Linked DNA regions of Mus musculus: regions 1 and 3 are each linked to region 2. The links are chromatin contacts, called in public ChIA-PET and HiChIP or PLAC-seq maps. All regions are on one chromosome and are shown on one strand. Each heading gives the region's core, a stretch centred on a gene start, on an enhancer-like site or on the middle of the called end of the contact. The rest is flanking DNA. Distances are from core to core; before and after follow the strand shown. Region 1 overlaps Extl3 (exostosin-like glycosyltransferase 3). Region 2 holds the start of Elp3 (elongator acetyltransferase complex subunit 3). Region 3 holds the start of Trim35 (tripartite motif-containing 35).

The links. ChIA-PET counts read pairs in DNA pulled down with a chosen protein or histone mark. HiChIP or PLAC-seq counts read pairs in DNA pulled down with a chosen protein or histone mark.
Region 1: an RNA polymerase II ChIA-PET map of memory CD8 T cells shows a contact between it and region 2, with 16 read pairs. The contact joins the enhancer-like site here to the promoter of Elp3 in region 2. A contact is called at or near these places in 1 of 39 promoter capture datasets (liver), 2 of 484 Hi-C or Micro-C datasets (LSK cells and Th1 cells) and 3 of 115 datasets of contacts at active chromatin or transcription factors (bone marrow-derived macrophages, cardiomyocytes and memory CD8 T cells).
Region 3: a contact with region 2 is called in an H3K27ac HiChIP or PLAC-seq map of microglia, with 5 times the contacts expected there. The contact joins the promoter of Trim35 here to the promoter of Elp3 in region 2. A contact is called at or near these places in 1 of 39 promoter capture datasets (embryonic stem cells), 4 of 484 Hi-C or Micro-C datasets (the Ba/F3 cell line, the N1E-115 cell line, cortical neurons and 1 more) and 1 of 115 datasets of contacts at active chromatin or transcription factors (microglia).

What each region holds. Positions count from the first base shown.
Region 1 is chr14:65,069,441-65,073,662 of GRCm38.p6, reverse strand. All of the region lies in intron 3 of Extl3 (exostosin-like glycosyltransferase 3), which reads left to right. Among named protein-coding and RNA genes, the nearest start is that of Gm52118, 25 kb to the right of the region's middle. Within about 2 kb of position 2,567, at least 134 of the 459 cell types and tissues checked have an H3K27ac peak or open chromatin away from gene starts, as enhancers often do. A contact at or near this core is called in Th1 cells, bone marrow-derived macrophages and memory CD8 T cells, where this site is marked.
Region 2 is chr14:65,591,371-65,595,024 of GRCm38.p6, reverse strand. Elp3 (elongator acetyltransferase complex subunit 3) reads left to right here and starts at 1,913. Exons shown (of 15, transcript NM_001253812.1): 1 at 1,913-2,100. The coding sequence starts at 2,025. It also overlaps a transcript of Nuggc not described here.
Region 3 is chr14:66,294,422-66,298,300 of GRCm38.p6, reverse strand. It overlaps Trim35 (tripartite motif-containing 35), which reads right to left and starts at 1,276. Exons shown (of 6, transcript NM_029979.3): 1 at 752-1,276. The coding sequence starts at 1,231. It overlaps 1700001G11Rik (RIKEN cDNA 1700001G11 gene), which reads left to right and starts at 1,172. Exons shown (of 3, transcript NR_038077.1): 1 at 1,172-1,492; 2 at 2,157-2,346; 3 at 2,715-2,974.

The sequences.
Region 1 (4,222 bases), core at 1,318-3,817, 520 kb after region 2:
AACGAATAAATCTTTACAAAGAAAGAAGAGCATTCCCGTGCCAAGGGATTGGGTGTCCAGTCTCATGCAGGGCTCCTGATAGTTTGGGGACAACGCTGTACAGCTGGTCCACTGCACCTGGATGTGCCGCACCTGGGTGTGCAGCGTTGGCTTCTCAGACCGTTGCCCCATGTGTAAGTTATGGTTTCCTCCAGCTGCTTCCGAGCCTTCCCGGCATGTTTGGGTGTCTGTAGTTTATCTGAGGCCATGGCTTAGTTCTGGAATTTTTATTTGTTTTTGAAAGTACAGGTATTTTTGTGTGTGTCGGGGGGCGGGTGGGGGGGGGCTTATTGGCTGGGACACAAAGGGTTTTTGGCTGTTGATGGTTGCCCCAGTATTTGTTGAGTTTATGTTTGCCTGTTCTGTGAGAGCAGGGGTCAGAGCAGCCTGGAGTAGGAATGGGCTGGAGTCGGGTAGTTTATACTCGACACACTGAGCTCCCTTCCCTGTCTGTATTTCTTAATCTTTTCCTTTCAGGGACCCACAAAATCTCCTGGTACTCAAGGCAGAAAGTTTCCCCCCAGTGCTCCAGCTGCCCTTTAGAGCCAGGTCTGGCCTCACCTCAGGGCAAAGCATTCTCAGCCTCGACCCTGCCTGAGTCTTAGTCCCTTGCATCTGTCATTCATTTTCTTTTGAAGAGGTTTTGTTTTTAAAGTAATTTATTTGTATTTTATGTACATTGGTGGTCTGCCTGCATGCATGTGTGTGTGCGTGGGAGGGAGGGAAGGGGGGAGGGGGGAGAGAGAGAGAGAGGGAGAGGGAGAGATCCATCCATCCATCCATCCTTTGGAACTAGAATTGCAGATGGTTATGAGCTGCCATGTGGGTGGTGAGAATTGAACCTGGTTACTTTGGGAGAATAGCCAGTGCTCTTAGCCACTGAGCTATCTCTTCAGCATCTCTTTGAGGAGTCTTTAAAGTTTGTCTAGATTTTATAGTTGTCATCTGTAGGGATTGATTTTGACAGCAGCCCTCCCAGAAGCAGAGCCCTCTAGATCAGTGGTTCTCAGCCTATGGGTTCTGGCCCCTTTGGCAAGCTTCTGTCTCTAAAAATACCTACATTATGATTTTTTTCTAACAGTAGCAAAATTACAGTTATGAAGTAGCAATGAAAGTAATTTTATGGTGGGGGGTGGGCACCGCAGCATCGAAATTGTATTAAAGGGTCACAGCATTAGGAAGGCTGAGAATCACTGCTCTAGATAATTTTCCTTTTTGACACACCAAAAATTTAGTCAACTTTATTTTAGACTGTAGAAAATCGTAGAATGGCCTTTTAAGAACACTCACCAGTCTCTCGGCATGTCCTGTGGTGTTTCAAGGCTTGAGCTGCAGTGGAAGGGACACTTCTGTTTCTTGGCAAGTCCAAGAAAACATTAGTGATTCCAGGCTGGCTTCCAGTGTCCTCTGCTGTCCTGACTGGTGCTGGAATTGAACATGGAGACTTCTGTTTGGGGAATAGTGTGCCTTGCCAACAGCCTGCCTTTAACTTTGTTTCCTACATGGCCTCTTAGTACAGAGAAGAGAGAGATGGGCAGGAACTGCCTCTGGGTCCTTCTTCCCTTGTCACTCCCTGGCTTTCTCCATGGCACATCCTGGAAGCCAAGAGGGCATTGCAAAAGCTCACCCCTCAGAGATGCAATATGTGTATTTTCTCAACCTCTTTGCACTCTATTCTTTAAAATATTACATGTAAACCCGACGGTGGCGAGTCAGTGGGGACAACTTTCACCGCTTCTCCAGAGTGTGTCTGGGTGGCTTGCCCGTTTCCCTTCTTTACCATTCAGGAATGAGCTTCACAGGAAGAATGAAAGCTGCCAGGACTCACGAGTGTAATCAGCAAGAATTGTAGATGTTTAAAGGGCCTATGATCGCTTATGAGTAAATAATATAAATATGTCATGTATAAAACTAGGATTGTAAAGTAACTGTGCAAAGTGTGAGGAAAGCTGGAAGAGGCCGTGCCAGTTTAAAGATGCAGTGGCTTTAGGCAGTGGCGCTGTGTGGAAGGCAGAGGCTTGCTGTTAGGGCTGGAACTTGCCATTTGTAATCCAGCTGGTCCCGAGTTCGGCAGACTGGGACAGGGGTGCCTGCCAAGCCCCGTTTGTGAGCTGTCTCAGCGGTGTCTCAGCGGTTTCTCAGCGGTGCTGAGCGCGGCGGTCTCTGTGTGCATCTTCTCCCTGGAGGCTGCCCTCTGCTTTGTGCTGTCTGAGTAATGTTTTCACAGGCTTCATCAGCACTGCTTTTAAAACTTCAAATAGACGTGCCTCATAAGTTAAGACAGGCACTTTTTCTGTGCATGTTAGCCTCATAGTTATGAATGAAAATGAGTTCATGGTGTTACTCTCAACTCCCACCCCCTTGATTGTTCTTGGCCCCTCCCCCTTGTTCACAGAGTAGGCGACTCCCTTCCCGCACCACCCCCCAAGCTCTTTGATGTTGGTGCTCATGTGTTAGAAACTCATAGATAGATGCGGCTTCCTAGGCCTCAAGCTCTTCATTCCTGAGCTCTGTGGTCTGCTTTAAGTCAGAGGAAGTAGCCGCTGTTTCCGTCTGGTGCCTGTGTGATGACAAGGCTGGCTACGGAAGTGTGCTATGCTCGAGGCATTGTTAGAGGCTGGAGGATGTTAGGCTGGGCTGAGCCAGTGTGAACTTAATGGTGTGAAGTGCTAGGTCTGGATTGCTGTCCTGGCCACTGCCCTGTGCTACGAAGAAGGATGTGACAGGAGTCTGGGCTTCTCTGAAGGATGGTGACAGAAGGCCAGCTGACCTGGGAATGTGCTGTGTGAAGCAAGCCAGTGTTCCTGTGAGTTCCTCCAACATGACTGATGTAGGCCAAGAGATGCTCTCCGCATTAGAAAGCAAGGCTAGGGGTCAGATGTTGTGGTACATACACTATACACTTGTATCGTATCTCAGCATCCAGAGGTAGAGCCAGGAGAACTGCAAGCCTATGTAGCCAGCCTGGGCTACATAGGTGAAGCAGGAAGACTGCATGTTAAAGGCCAGCCTGGGCTACACACTGAGTTCAGGGCCTGCCTGAACAGCGCAGCAAGAGGAAAAAATAAATCGGAGCAAATACTAAGGGGCCTCCTGACTTAGCCCTGTCATTCCTAAGCACTCCCCATTGCGTTGAATGTTTGGGATAGCAGAGCCCACTGCTTCCTGGTTCTGCTTACCTACTTACTCATCCGCGTGGTTATTTGATGTGCGTTGGACATCTTGGAGGCAGGCAGTATATGTACCATTCCTTCTGGTCGATGCCAGCCTCCTAATTGAAGCAGTAATTTGAAAGCTAGTCTTCTGAGTTACCAAAGTGTAACACAAAGTACGTCCGTATACCTTCCTGGCACAATGTAAAGAAACAGCCACTCCTGGGGGCTGGGGTGGAGGACAGTACTGTTGTAATTTGAAACAAAACCCCAACAAAAATGGGCATGTTTTTTAAGTTCCTTTCGGTTGACTCGTGTCTTTGACATTTGCCATGCTTTTCGCAAACTCCTAGAGACCAGTGCAGAGCTGTGTACAGTGCGTTTAGGAATGACTAAGTCTCTGTCAGGATTTTGTTGCTGAAACCCCGCAATGGTTGGCTGCTGAGTTGAGCACCTAGATTCCTCCTGCTCCCACCTCCCCTGTGCTGGGCTGAAGGTTGAAGCCTCCGCATTTGGCTTCCGAATCAGAGCTCTTCCCCCATCTTCCCTCTTAGGCTTCTTGACAGTCATCTCAGGGATGGACTTCAGTGAACTTATGCACAAACTTGCTTGTGAATCCAGTCCAGAGCTTGTCTGCTATTTGATTCCTGGCTTTCTGGTCTAGCCTAGTCAGGTCTTTTAAAGAATAAGGAGGGAGCCAGCTGTGCTGGCATATACCTTTTAATCCCAGCAGCTGGAGGGTGAGGCAGGAGGATCTCTGTGAGTAGAGGCCAGCCTGGTCTACATAGTGAGCTCCAGAACAGCCAGGATAATGTAGAGAACTGTCTCAAGTGGTGGCGTGGGGGAGAACAAGGAGGCCCGTAATTTGGCGCCTGTGAAATGCAGTTTATTTAGCTTTCAGCCGAGGAACCACCAGGTTCACACTGTCAATGAAAATCGGGTGAAATTTGCACAGCTTTTCTGATAGGCTCCACAGCCATGCTGCTTTCTTTGTACTGGTACAGAGCCATCTGCTGGGGCTCTTGGGAAGT
Region 2 (3,654 bases), core at 664-3,163:
CAAAACACCATGACCAATAGAAACTTGGAGAGGAAAGGGCTTATTTGGCTTCCACATCATAGTTCATTACTGAAGGAAGCCAGAGCAGAAACTCAGAGAAGGAACCTGGAGGCAGGAGCTGATGTAGAAGCCCCTGGCTTGTTCAGCCTGCTTTCTTATAGAACCCAGGACCATCCCCATCCCCAGAAGGCACCTCCCACAATGGACTGGGCCCTCCGACTTCAATCTCTACTTAAGAAAATGCCTTACACTCAGATTTTATGACTGTCTTTTCTCAATTGAGTTACCCTCCCTCCAGATAGCTCTCGTCTATGTGTCAAGTTGACATAAGACCAACCAGCACAGGGCCACAGAGGATTTCTGTCTTATGTGTTGATTCCGAGATACACATTCGACATCAAAATCTACCGAGATGTCAAATAGGGAAGAAGCGGAGGTTGAACTATAAATCTGAGAGTAGAAAGATGATATTTAAAGACCATGGAACTCCAGAATCGCTAGAAAGAGACAGGATCAATAAGACCATTATTAGCTTGAAGTGAGACAGAGATATCTATAAGAGACTGAAATAATAATAATGATTGAAAATTCTAGAGTGGGGGGCCCTTATCTAAAAAAATATTTTCAGGGAAGTTAGTTTTGTTGACAAGAGGGTGGTATTAAGATAATTTGGTACACTGAAAAATCTCAAAGTCTTGACCAGGACAGTTTCAGTGTAGTGGTGACAACCAAGTCAGAGCTACCTCAACTCTACTGGGTAATAAGAAACTTGAAACATCACACCTTCCATTCTTTATTAATATCAAGGATTCTTAATCTTTGGTCCATACACAAAGGAGGTCATGGAAGGGTTTCAAGAAAAAGTTATTCCAAGTCCCATCTCCAGATGTTGCAAAATTTTGTACATGGTGTCTCACCTAGTGTTTTCAAGATTGTCATCAAGAAAAATCAGAGACCCAGGAATCCTCTAGGCTGCAAAGCCTGAAAGATCAAACTGATACTTGCTTCTTGTTTGCTGTCTTTTAGGGAAATCAGAACTTAGCGTTATCACACTGAAGGTTTAATGTTCATGGTATGTGGGATTTCTATCCCATCTCTATGTGTGGTGTATCTGAGCTCCCAAGTCCCCACACAAGGGCTACTCACTTCCAAGATTCTTGAAATAGGCACTTAGACAAGCAACTAAGTGCAAGATAAAGGTCTGGTATCTGTCTTCATTTTGTGCCTGTCTCCTTTATTTTGGCTGAAGGTACAAAGATTAATCGTCCTAAACCTACAAGTCACCTTGAGTCCAGAGAAAACAAAGTCTCAAAGGCTAGACTCCTGCCTATATAAGGACTATTATTCGTCAGGGCTGCACCTTGGAGCACTGAATGATCTCACCTTGTAGGAGCTAAATGGATCTCCGGAAGGGATGCAGCGATAAAGACTTTGACCACCTTGAAAACCAGAACTGAGATAATGATCAACCAGACCACATCTTAACCCAGGACTGTTTAAACATACCTCTTGTCTCCTGCCCTCAATTCTTCCATAACTTAAAAAAAAAAAAAAAAAAAAAAAAAAAAAAGGTATGTCAACACCCCGGGTGTCAGTGGGAGGGCGAATCTGGTCTCCTTTATGTCAACATTGTTGGCTATACTAGCGACAAGTGGCCCAGCCCCTCTTGCAGAAGTTGTCAAAGGCCAGGCTTTTGCTTAAGGAACTCTGGTTACAATTCACTTTCGTCCCAGCTTCTTGGAGAAGCGTCTAAACTGTACTATCGTTACTTCCCAGATCCACCTTTCTGGTCCCCAGGAATTCTCCAATGCCCCACTAAATCACTGTGCACATCCCCTCCCAGTCTCAGAGAGCTGGGAGCTGCCACCTAGACAGGGCGGGGCTCCGCGCTCCGCCTTCTGGGAAGAGCTTTATGGTACAGTCGCTGTGTTTTCACGACAGTCCCGGGCGGCTTTACGGCTGCTAAGTTTCTCCGCCTTCTAAACCGCGGTAACGTGGTGGCATATTGCTACGCCAGCGCAGAGATGAGGCAAAAGAGGAAAGGTGCAAAATACGTGGGACAAGGGCGCAAGGGAGGAAGTGGATTCTCTGAGATCACAGGTTGAAGCTCAATTTTCCATGGGAATTACTGCTTGGTCTGGGCCCGCGGGACCCCGGTTGGCGGGCCTCCCTTCCTATCTGTCCTTTGTAAAACAGCCCCCTTCTCTCTTCCCCTTTGGAAGAGACTACTTGTTGTTTTTTGTGTAGATGGGTAAACGGTACTGCTATTCCAAGATAACTTTCAGAGGAGATAGGTGTTGAGTTGCAGGTTAATTTGCGGTAATTTACTGGACGTGTTTATTTAAGGTGTTTTTGTTTTTTGTTTTTGTTTTTTAAATCTTAAAGTAGGAAAGGCCTCCTTAAGGTAGAGATTGTGCAGTTTGTGCAATAGCTTTACGTGACTTACTTGCATTTATTTTACCTCCGGAGTAGTCTGGAGTAACTGTGCAGTTTTTGGTTTTTTTTTCAACAGGATGAAGTCATTTTTTTTTAAATCTTTTTTTTTTTTTTGCAATAGATTCCATTCTTAACTCTGTACTGCCCTTGAAGAGTTGGTCTGATAATATTACTGTTGGATGTCACAATAATAGCTGGGTATTGAGCCTTTCCCAGTCATTTTGAAGACGTGTTGTCATTTCATGCTCGAAAAAGCTGAGGTTTGGTTAACTTTTCCAGTCAAAGTTTATACTTAGTGTGAGGAGCTGCCTGTGACATCGGAAGCATCAAATGAAAAGTCAGTGCGGTATTGGTCACCGCTCTTGGCACTAACTGGAACTGCCCTTCTAGACATGTTCTATATACTTGTCACATCAAACACAACATGCACTAGATCCGTTTGATCTTACTTTACTGTAACGTGTTTATTCCTAGGCTGGCAATCAGCAAGCCCCAGCCAGCCCGTCTCCCTTGCCCACTCCTCCATGGTCCCCACGTTACGGGCATGAATGTGGCCTAGCTTCGAACATGGGAGCAGGGATTCAAACTGAAGTTTTCATGTGTGTAGATCTGGCTTTTGTTTATCATCTACATTGATTGTATCTTTCTTTTTTTAGCTTTCTGACATATTTGTTATATTGGTAATCTCTCTTTTAAAAAAACTACTTTTTTTTTCTTAAGTTACAGAGTTGAGAATGTATAATTTTTTTCTGTTACGTTTAATGCCTTTGCCTAGTGGCCAGTGTACTGTCTACTTACTGAACCCTGCTCAGGCAACCTGTGGTCAAGTTAGATAGATCTCCTTTCACCAGAATAGGTAGTTCTTATGCCTAGCCTTGTTCCTTCTTGTTGTTCCTTGGTTTACACCCTGACCTTTCTTTAATGATGCTAATTCTCTTTCCTCCATGAAATACTTCTTACTGGTTTGCCCAAGTAGTATTCAGATCTTTTATTTTTGTTAGCCCAGCCTCTTACTCTCTAGATGAAGTCTTATGCAGAAGTTTTTAATGTAGAAAGAAGAAAACAGAGTTGCAGTGGTCTTAATACATATGCATGTGTATGCGCACACACGCATGCATGCACACACACACACACTCACCCAAATAGATGGAGATGTATAGATATGCAAGTTGACAGGGTGATATCTCATCTTCTGTGCTCATCCCGTACCCCAAGTCC
Region 3 (3,879 bases), core at 27-2,526, 700 kb before region 2:
ACGAGAAAAGTAACAAGATACTGCCAGAGTAAAATGGACATTTCAGAAACCCTTTAAAAAAAGAAAAATCAGTCAATATGTCAGTATGAATGTTTTGGAAAGCAATGGAGCATGCATATCTAAGCGATTAGGTCAAATTGTTATCGAAAATGTCTGCCTTTTTTTTTTTTTTTTTTCTGTTTTAGAACAAAGACTTTTTCACTGGGCCTGGTGGCACAAGCCTGCAATCTCAGCCACTCGAAAGGCTGAGGCAAGCAAAGAAAAGTTCAAGGCCATCCTGGCTAATTTAAGAGCTTGGCTCAAAATCAAAAGTAGGCTTGGGGTGCAGCTGCGAGGTAAAGTACTTGCCTAGCGTGATCTCCTACAGCCCCGACACCCACCCTTCCCCGCCATGCTAGTTTTGCTGTGTCAGCTGCTCTTGGTTTAATTATAACCACTGGAACTCCAGATATTTGGATACTAAGAGTAAGAGGAGCAAGGCAGCAGGCAAGCGCCACAGGCCTTTCTTACGGCTCTGTAACCCGTTGATCAAGGCACTGCTGGGCAGGGGAAATCTCAAGGCCTTAGAACTCTGCTAGGTCCTGGCCTCTTCCATTTCTAAAATGACCGCGCCAAGCCCAAATGTCTGCAGACCATACTATTCCCCATCGTTGTTCAGATTGGCCTGGACCGGGGGCAAGATGGTTGCTAGGCCTGGAGGAGGGGGAGGGGCAGGCCGGGGGTCCCCAGGGCGGGCTGGCGCGGTGCTCACCCGGAAGTCTTGCGCAGTGTCCTTGATGGGCTGCACACGATGCTCTTGGTGCCGGGCGTCGGCCTGGCAAGCACAGCACAGCAGCTCCTTGTCCTCCAGGCAGAAGAGCGTGAGCGGGGCACGGTGCGCACGGCAGGGGCGCGGGGACCGGCGACCGGTCCAGCGCGCGCCCTCAGCCTCCTCGCGCAGCAAGGTCTCCACCAGGTTGTTGAGCGTGTGGTTGGTGCGCAGCTCCCCGGGCACCGCTCGTTCCTTGCACACCGGACACGAGGGCGTCGTCTGCACCTCCCAGCAGCCGCTCACGCACCGGCGGCAGAAGTTGTGGCCACAGCGCAGAGTTACTGCGTCGCGGAACGGGTCGTAGCACACGGCACACAGCAGCTCCTCTTTGAAGGAGCGCGAAGGCCCCGGGGACACAGAAGGGCCCGGCTCCATCGCAGGAGCAGCCGCCGTCACCACCACCGGTGTCGCCGCCTTCATGCCTAGCCTGCGGGCGTTGTCCCTGCTGAAGATCTGGGAGCTTAAGGCGGCTCCAACCAATCACGGATGGGCTTTGAGGGCGTGGACCCTCCCACTTCCGTCTTGCGCGGGGTCTCCCAGAGGAGGTGTGGTCCGCGATCTCCGTTAGCTCCAAGGCGGAAGGATCTGTCGTCCCACTGCAGTGTCGGGTTTCCGTTGTCAAATAGGAAGTGAAGCCACGGGCCGCCATCCTTAAGCAATTCCCGCTATCTCAGACTCCTGGTATAGATGGGAAGGGATGTCCATGGCTTAACTCCTGAGCTCCCTAGGTGGGGTCTGAACCTGGGCCCAAAGCAGTAGGGGGGGGGGAGGTCATGCAGCACTGGGAATGGTTTCTCAAAACCCTCACATAGGTCGTCCGCTGACTTTGGTCGGGCTTACTGCCACCTCGAGGTAGCGGGAAGACCTGAGGAGTTGAGATTCCCGGCTTGTGGTTGGATAAATGAGTTCCAGTGTAAAATGGTGGTTTCCGTGAAAAGGACGTGTGAGAACGAAATTAATAGGGAAGCATGCTCGTGGCATCTTCATTAAAGTCAGGGTGAGAAAGTCGTGATGAACATGCTTGTAATCTCAGCATTTGGGAGGCTGGGGCAGGAGGATCAAGAGTTTGAGACCAGCCTGGGTTACACAGGGACACTTAAAAAAAAAAAAAAAATCCACTTTGGATTCTGGCAAGAAAGGCAGTCTGAATGTTCCCAGCTGCCCATTCCTAGTTGATATTTGTAACCTTCCGCTGCTGTCTTACCCCAACATACACACTAATTCAGCAAGGCACTGCAGATTTGCAAATTCCTTGGGATCATATGAAACAATTTTTAAAAAATGCACTAGATAAACAATTACAAAAGGCAGTGTGTTTGGGTCTCTTTCCTATTCCTCTTGCCAGAACCACAGACGGGATGGTTTATAAAGAATAGAGGTTCCAGAGGCAGGGATATTCAAGAACTGTGTGCCAGCCTTCCTGCTGCATCTTGATGCGATAGAGAGAGTCACATGCCCAGACAGACAAGCCTGCCTGCTCAGATCTCACTTCTTCCTGTAAAGCCACTGGTGGTGTTTATGGAAAGTCCATGCTGGTAAGTTTTGTCAACTTGACGCAAGCTGGAGTCATTTGGAAAGAGGAAACCTGAAGGGAGAAAACATCTTATGGAAGAAACCATCCATAAGATGGTTCTGTAGGAGGCTTGATTGATTTGGGAAGGCCTAGTCCCCTGTGGGCTATGTCCCTCCCCCCATGCACTCCCTCAACCCCCCCCCCCCCAGGGCAGGTGCTTGTATAAAGAAGCAATCTGAGCAAGCCATGAGGAGCCACCTGTTAAGCAGTACCCCCTCCATGGTGGCCTCTTCAGTTCCTGCTTCCAGGTTCCTGCTTTGAGTTTCCCTGCCTTGGCATCCCTCAACAGACCATGACCCAGAGGTCTTTTGGCCATGGTTTCTTTCACAGGAATAGAGCTAACAAGGACTGGGCTCTGCCCTCATCGCCTCATTTGAAGAACCTCCTTCTACAAGCCTCATTTCAATTAGCAACTCCAATTTAAGGATTGAGTTTCCAAGGCATGGACTTTTGGGTGTCTGCTGAAACCCTGGCAAAGAAGGACGGCATGCCTACCTCCCTTCTAGCCTCCCCTCCTCTTTCTCTCTCCTCCTTTCTGTTTAAAGCAGAGATCAAGGAATAAAAGCAAGGATTGTTCTATGGCATGAAAAGGCAAGGCCTTACTATGTGCTGTCTACCAGGAATCCACTTTACCTGCAAGTGTTTAAGTAGCACAAACAAACAAAGAGAAAAGGCGAGTGCTAATTATTAGTATGGTTCTGTCGATATCAGGTGACAGAAAGTATTACAGGCAGGAGAAGGCCCAGTTCAGCAGGAGAGTTGCTGATAGCATCTTTAAACACAGGCAGCTGGAGCTGCAGAGTCAGCAGAGCTTATTCATCAGTTGCCAGGGAAACCTGTAAGGAAGAGAGAGTAGCCTGATCCTCTCAGTGAAGACTGCATGGCTTAGACCTTTTCTAAAGCCTGGAGTCTGCAAGGGAGGATGAAGGGTGCTTAGCTGCTCTGAATTAAGTCAGGGAGGCCATCCCTCACAAGTGCTGTACAGTACAAGTTGTAGAGAGAATCGCATTCTGTATGGAAGAGTCGCCCGTCAATAAAACTGCTATTAACCTATTAGCTTAGGCAGGAAACAGGGAGGTGGAAGGTCCAGTTCAGAGGAAGGATTCTGGGGGAGAGGAAGAAAGATTCAGCCCCAGACATAGATGAGATAGATGGTCACAAGTAACTGAGGACCAGGTAACCAGTCACGTGACAGAACTTGGAATAGAATAACGGGATGGTTAAGTTCTAAGCTAGCCAGGGAACGACCCAGAGTATTTGGCCAAGGCATTTGTATGTAAATATATTTAAGACTCAGAGTCATTATTCCAGGAGCTTGGGACTGGGAGGGAAAACATGAGCTTACAGAAAACATGCTATAGTAGGTGACTAGGGATATACCAGGGTAGGAAACCACCTGCCTCTGGATCGACTGGGCTGCAGACATCTTTGATTCAGTCTGTCATGTGTATTATTTATGATCTTTTAAACTATAAGTACACATAAGGCCCCCAAG